Regions from separate parts of the Pan troglodytes genome. Here region 1 is linked to region 2. Evidence: chromatin contacts called from public HiChIP or PLAC-seq data. All regions are on one chromosome and are shown on one strand. Each heading gives the region's core, a stretch centred on a gene start, on an enhancer-like site or on the middle of the called end of the contact. The rest is flanking DNA. Distances are from core to core; before and after follow the strand shown.

Region 1 (3,415 bases), core at 566-3,065, 110 kb before region 2:
TAACGGTTCTGGCCTTTTGGATATGGCACAACTGCTGCCACCTGCAAGGCCGTCCTGGTGATAACTCCCTTGGCCCAGCATGTGGTGTTCAGGCAGCCACTTTTCCCAAATTGTTGAATACTCTGCCCACCTCCTGTAATGAGATGCTAAACAGATTTGAGCTGAAGAGGCAGTTAAACTTCACACATTGAATTTGTAATAAGTCCCACCCGCAATCATCTTAAAAGCATTTGTACCGATGTAATTGCTGTCATTTCAAAACCTTGAAAAGACTTCCTCCCTATCCTCCCCCTGTACCTCTACCCTGACAATTCCTATTCTTTCTCGTAAAGGAACTGTGGAAATCGAGGCTCAATCTGGTTTTTTTGCTGTTGTTGTTTTCCTATCCTGACTAAGCAGAGGATAGAGGCGGGCAAGGGAGAAAAGAGAAGAAGGAAGGGGTTGGGATCTTAGAAGCACCTGAGGTTACTGGGGGTGGATGAGCAAAAGATAAGGGAATTTATCTGCATTTTGAAAATAAAACAATACACATAACTGATAGGTAAAATAGCACACAAATAGCCATTTGGGAAAGAAATTCTGACTGTTTCATACCATCCAGGAAATAGAAGAGATCTGTCCCTTGCAAAGGGACCTGAGGTAGACTATAGAGAGCCTTAGACCACCCTAGCTCACCCCTCACAGTACCATCCAATCACCAAGTCTCCCATCAATCAACCCACCAAACAACATATTTGTAGGGCACCTTTTATGTACAAGGTGTCAAAGACATGCAGAGATACAGAGACACAAACACACCTGGAGACAGTGGGAACATGAAAGGACCAGAGAAACAAAGAAATCCAAAGGGAGGCAAAATGCCCTCTGACGGACAAACCCACCCACCCCAGTTTCCTCACTACAGCTGTCCAGACAGGCAGAGTCCCAAGTTCCCGTGATGTCCCCAGTACTCTGCCAGGGGAGACTTACCTTGCTGCGGCCCCCGCCAGGAACCACCTCCTCCTGTGGCTCCTTACAGACAGCCCCAAAGCTCTGAGCTAGGCTGAAGGCCAGGATGGCTGTGAATAGCAGCATGATCCTCATGGTGCCTGGGAGAGCAAAGGGACAGGACTCAGGTAAAGGAGAGAAGAGGAAGATACAGCATGGGTGAAGACACAAGAGACATTCATTACCAGCAGCTTGGCTTGACCCTGCTTCCCCAGCCCCCAACTCCACTGTCCAAGCCCTGGTCTGGAGAGAGGGTGGAAAGTATTTCTGAGAAGGGGGTACAGCCCTTGGGCTTAGTTTCCCTGCTCCCCCATCAGATATCTCCCCAGGAGATGTGCAATGCTATAGTGGTGCCAGGGGGACTCTAGCTCCCAAGAAAGATGATAGATTTGTAGGACATGGACTGGTCTGTTTCCTCAGTCAGCTGGAGGAGGGATCCTGGATGCTATTTTCCAGTACTAGATAATCCCAAGACTTAGGCAAAAACTTTCTGGTATGAAAGAATGAGTCTGTAGCCACAGGCTCCAAACACCAACCAGCTCTCGGCCCTACAGGTGCTTTGTGCTCACCTTCCCAGTCCCCTGCTCCCCTATCAGAGGCTGCCATCTGCTTTATTCCCTCCTGACGCTGGCTCCTGTCCCCTGGTGCCAGCTCTGGTCCATCCAGCATTCTCCCACTCCCCTACCTGTGGAGCAGCTCTGTGCCGGGGGCTGGGTGGTCTGGCAGGATCAAGGAACTGGCTGGGACCGCTGCCTGCTCCCCTCACACACTGGTGCTGCCGGTGCTCCTGCAAAGAGAGAAACCGAGTGGAGGGGATCTAGGAAGGCTGCAGTCACTCAGTCCCAGCTCCCTGATAAAGGCTCTGGGAGGGTCTAGGGGAGCTGAGGGGAGGGGCTGAGAGTCACCAATCCCAGGGTGGCTGGAGGGGAGGCGGGGAGGCTGTAGGGGGGAGGAGGATGCAGACAGTAGCCACACACACAGACACACACATACCCCACAGACCCAGCAGTGAGACCATTTCCTAACAGCACCCGAGCTGGCTGCTGTGTATGGTTTGTGTACAGTTTGACACTGCTGGGGCTTAGAGGACAATATCGCAAAATGAAGGCCTCAATAGCCGCCTCAGAAGCAGAAGTTTTTCTCTGACCCTCTCTTGTCCTCTTGTCACTCGGTTCCATTCTCCCCCAAGACCAGCTATAAAAACCAGAACCCCTTTGCCCCAAAGCCAGCCATAAAACCTAAAATTACTCTATGTAAAAACTGGCCAAAAAAATTATCTGACCGGCCGAGTGCAGTGGCTCACGCTTGTAATCCCAGCACTTTGGGAGGCCGAGGCGGGCGGATCACGAGGTCAAGAGATCGAGACCATCCTGGCCAACATGGTGAAACGCTGTCTCTACTAAAAATACAAAAATTAGCTGGGCATGGTGGCGCATGCCTGTAATCCTAGCTACTCGGGAGGCTGAGCCGAGATTGCACCACTGCACTCCAGCCTGGTGGCAGAGCAAGACTCCATCTAAAAAAAAAAAAAAAAAATTCAGAAAAGATGACACTCACCCCTTTTTTGGGGTCTCCTACTTTCGTTGTGGAGTTTCACGAGTCATGGGCAGATTCTTCTTAGGTCTAAAGCTCTGCTCTCTTCTACACTACATTACCTAATCTCTTTGGTTTTTGAGGATGCCAAAAATAAATTACTTTGTATTATTTAAAAAACTAGACATATAGCTAGTCATATATAATAACTAGATAAAAAATACAGTTTTAGAGATGACTTATGACAGTTATTCACAACAAAGTATTACTACTATACAGGGCTACTTATTTCTTTGTGCATTTAAATTTTTAAAAACATGGTCTGGGGCACCTAAAGACAATGAAAGCACTCACCATTGAGGATGAAACTCCCATTAAAAATAGGCTAAGCACGCCAGGCACGGTGGCTCACGCCTGTAATCCCAGCACTTTGGGAGGCCGAGGCGGGCGGATCACTTGGGGTCAGAAGTTCGAGACCAGCCTGGCCAACATGTTGAAACCCCATCTCTACTAAAAATACAAAAAATTAGCTGAGCATAGTGGCGGGTGCCTGTAATCCCAGCTACTTGGGAGGCTGAGGCAGGAGAATCGCTTGAACCCATGAGACAGAGATTGCATTGAGCCGAGATCACGCCATTGCACTCCAGCCTGGGCAACAGAGCAAGATTCCACCTCAAAAAAAAAAAAAAAAAAAAAAGACTAAGTACAGAGTGGGCTAATCGGCACTGGGCTGCCTGCCAGCCTTGGGGGAGCATCTTTACAGTGGGGCACTCGATAAAAATGCCACACATCTCGTCCCATGACATTTCCCTCTTTTGGGGGGCCTAGGATTCAATATAAAAATGAGATCCTTGATTAGGGGGGTTCTGTATTCTGCCTTCCAGCTATGCCTGCT
Region 2 (2,980 bases), core at 27-2,526:
TCGTGCTGCTCCTGTTTCTGCCAAGGACAGACTGGAGTGGGGACTTTTCCGTAACTAGAACGTAAAAGGGGGAACAGTCCCTCCTCTCCAGCGTCAATTTTTGGCAGCCGACGTCGTCTGCCCCGCTCCTTGAACTCTGACATGCAGACACCTAGGAAGTCAGACACTAAGGTAACAGCCATAAAACGCCGCCCAGAAGGGGGCAGTGACCAAAAGCACGTTCACTGGCCCCTGGGAACCGCCTGGCGCCTGCCTTCTGCAAAGTATCATTCCCGTGTGGGCTGAGCCTGGGGACAAAGGTCCGGCGCTCAGCAGACACCTCCTTGGAACCCGAGGCCTGGAAACGAAGGTCGAGTCCCTCATCTTATTCCAAATCCTGGCGCTCGGAATCTAAAACTCTAACTTGATGGCAAGCCAGTCAGAAGGTATTAAAAAAAAAAAAACCAGAAAAATAAATGAGCCCCGACTTCTTGGGCGAAAGGGGGTGGCCTTTCCTCAACCCCACCCGCTGGTGACTCACCTCCCTCCAAACCAGGGCCTGCCCCTCCCGCGCCTAGGGCTGGGCGAGCAGGGCGGGCGGGTACTAAGGTGGGCTCCATCCCCGAGCCCCACGCGGGCGGACAAGCTCCGGCGTGTCCCCACGGGTGTCCCTGTTTACTCCGAGCCCGGGAGCGAGGTGGGGGCGGGTCCTCGCGGTCCCTCCCCCACCCCGCCCCCTCCTTCGCAGGCCCCAATCCCAGTCCGGTCTTCCAAAGTCTCCAAATCAAAGCTCAGCCTTTCCCTGCACCTTCCCCGCGGACTGGCGGTCCCTGTTCCCACCCCGGGCAGAGGAGGCACCTTCAGGGTTCCCCTAGAAAATCGAGCCTCGGCCCAGACCATTGAGTCCCGGACGCCCCCGGAGGGAGCCTGAAATCCTAGAGTATGACACTGAGTTTCATAAGGGGAGCCGCTCAGCTCTCCGCCCACTGCCCAATCCCACCCTCGACCCCTTCTGCTCTCTGGAGCACCAGGGAGGAGGGCCCAGCCAGGGGAGAGGGCGCCCCAGGCCCCAAACTAGCCAGCGAGTGCCCGGGACCCTCACTCTTGGATCGCTTTCCAGAACTCCGAACCCTGTCGCGGGTCCGCGTCGCCCTCCCCCGGGCAGCGCGTCAAATCGGCGCATGCGCACTCACTGGATTGCCGCGTAGCTCTTTCTCCCCCCACCCACCAACCTTTTTTCTTTCCCCGCCCCTTCCCTCCCTCCCTCCTCAACCCGTCCCCTCCCTCTCCCCCATCAGCTCCCCCCTCGGCACTTCAGTCCGGGGAACAGCGGTGCGAGCTCCAGGCCCATGCACTGAGGAGGCGGAAACGAGGGGAGCCCCCAGAGCTCCATCAAGCCCCCTCCAAAGGCTCCCCTACCCGGTCCACGCCCCCCACCCCCCCTCCCCGCCTCCTCCCAATTGTGCATTTTTGCAGCCGGAGGCGGCTCCGAGATGGGGCTGTGAGCTTCGCCCGGGGAGGGGGAAAGAGCAGCGAGGAGTGAAGCGGGGGGGGTGGGGTGAAGGGTTTGGATTTGGGGGCAGGGGGCGCACCCCCGTCAGCAGGCCCTCCCCAAGGGGCTCGGAACTCTACCTCTTCACCCACGGCCCTGGTGCGCTTTGCCGAAGGAAAGAATAAGAACAGAGAAGGAGGAGGGGGAAAGGAGGAAAAGGGGGACCCCCCAACTGGGGGGGGTGAAGGAGAGAAGTAGCAGGACCAGAGGGGAAGGGGCTGCTGCTTGCATCAGCCCACACCATGCTGACCCCGCCGTTGCTCCTGCTGCTGCCCCTGCTCTCAGCTCTGGTCGCGGCGGCTATCGACGGTGAGTGAGATTCCGCGTCCCCCTTGGACCCCTGGGGGCACCCTCTCCCCAGCCCCCACTCCTGCATACGGATGGGGAAGGGAGACGCGGGAGGGGGTGCCTTTTGTTATCCCAGTCCAGCTGACACAGCAGCGGCCCGACTGGGGGCGGGGATGGGGTCCGATTTGGGGGATGGGGGCCCTGGGCAAATGATGCTTCCGGGGCCCCCCAGCACAAACAAAGACCAGAGGCCTGGGTAGAGAGAAGAGGGCTCCCCATTTTTCTGATCCTGGGGAGGAGAGGCCTTCTTTTCCTATCTCTGTTCGGGGAGGGGAGGGCCTCCGCCTCCCCTACATCCTCACAACCCCCCACCCCCCATCTGAATTGTGAAGGAATCCGGATTTGCAATGTTCGGCTGCAAAAGGGGGTGGGGGTGGGGTGGGGTGGGGGGGTGGCTTTTGCACTGGCCTCTGTAGCTCGAAAGGGGAGCCAGGCCAGGGGTACCCTGCCGGGCAGAGGGCAGGCAGGCCCGGGAAGGCTGTGGGTGGGGAGAGGGAGGGCCCCCTGCTTGGGCGTGGAATCGACCCCAGAGCCCCGGCTGGAGGCCTGGGTGCTGAAGTGGGCTCTTCCCCCTCTCAGGGCCTCTGTCAGTAGCCTGGGGTAGGGCTGTGTTGGGGGGCAGAGAGGGGGAGCTCGCCATACTATGTGACTTTGAATTTTCCTTCTTAATTCCTGGGAGCTTTGAGATGAAAAAACGTCAGATGTCATCACTGGGGAAGGGGACTGGAGAATGGCCTGGAATGCTGGGGTAGGAGGGTGGGGGAGGCTGCCTTCTTCCTGACTTCTGGCTTCATCACAGTTTGGATTGGAAGGAGAGTTGGAGGTTGGATGGGGATTATGGCTGTGCCCCCACACTCCTTTAGTAAATCTGTTTATTCCCTGCACCCCTCCAAGCCCAAAACCCCATACACACACACTTTGTATATTGCAGAGTTAGGCTTAGGCTAGAACTGCATCCTTTTGGGGAAATGGGGTGCCTCTCTTCCCTTTTTTTGTCAGCTGTTTTTTTCTCCTACTTGTGAGTCACTGGTTCAAGTCTTGCCCAAGCTTTAAGCATTAAGCTGGGGTCATGGGGTTGGGCTGGGCTAGGTCCCTGATTTG

The links. HiChIP or PLAC-seq counts read pairs in DNA pulled down with a chosen protein or histone mark.
Region 1: a contact with region 2 is called in an H3K4me3 HiChIP or PLAC-seq map of stem cell-derived excitatory neurons, with 2.6 times the contacts expected there. The contact joins the promoter of TAC3 here to the promoter of LRP1 in region 2. A contact is called at or near these places in 1 of 1 datasets of contacts at active chromatin or transcription factors (stem cell-derived excitatory neurons) and 1 of 1 other capture datasets (stem cell-derived neural stem cells).

The regions. Positions count from the first base shown.
Region 1 is chr10:39,015,128-39,018,542 of NHGRI_mPanTro3-v2.0_pri, reverse strand. It overlaps TAC3 (tachykinin precursor 3), which reads right to left and starts at 1,815. Exons shown (of 7, transcript XM_016924892.4): 1 at 1,673-1,815; 2 at 970-1,088. The coding sequence starts at 1,083.
Region 2 is chr10:38,903,396-38,906,375 of NHGRI_mPanTro3-v2.0_pri, reverse strand. LRP1 (LDL receptor related protein 1) reads left to right here and starts at 1,276. Exons shown (of 89, transcript XM_016924881.4): 1 at 1,276-1,840. The coding sequence starts at 1,774.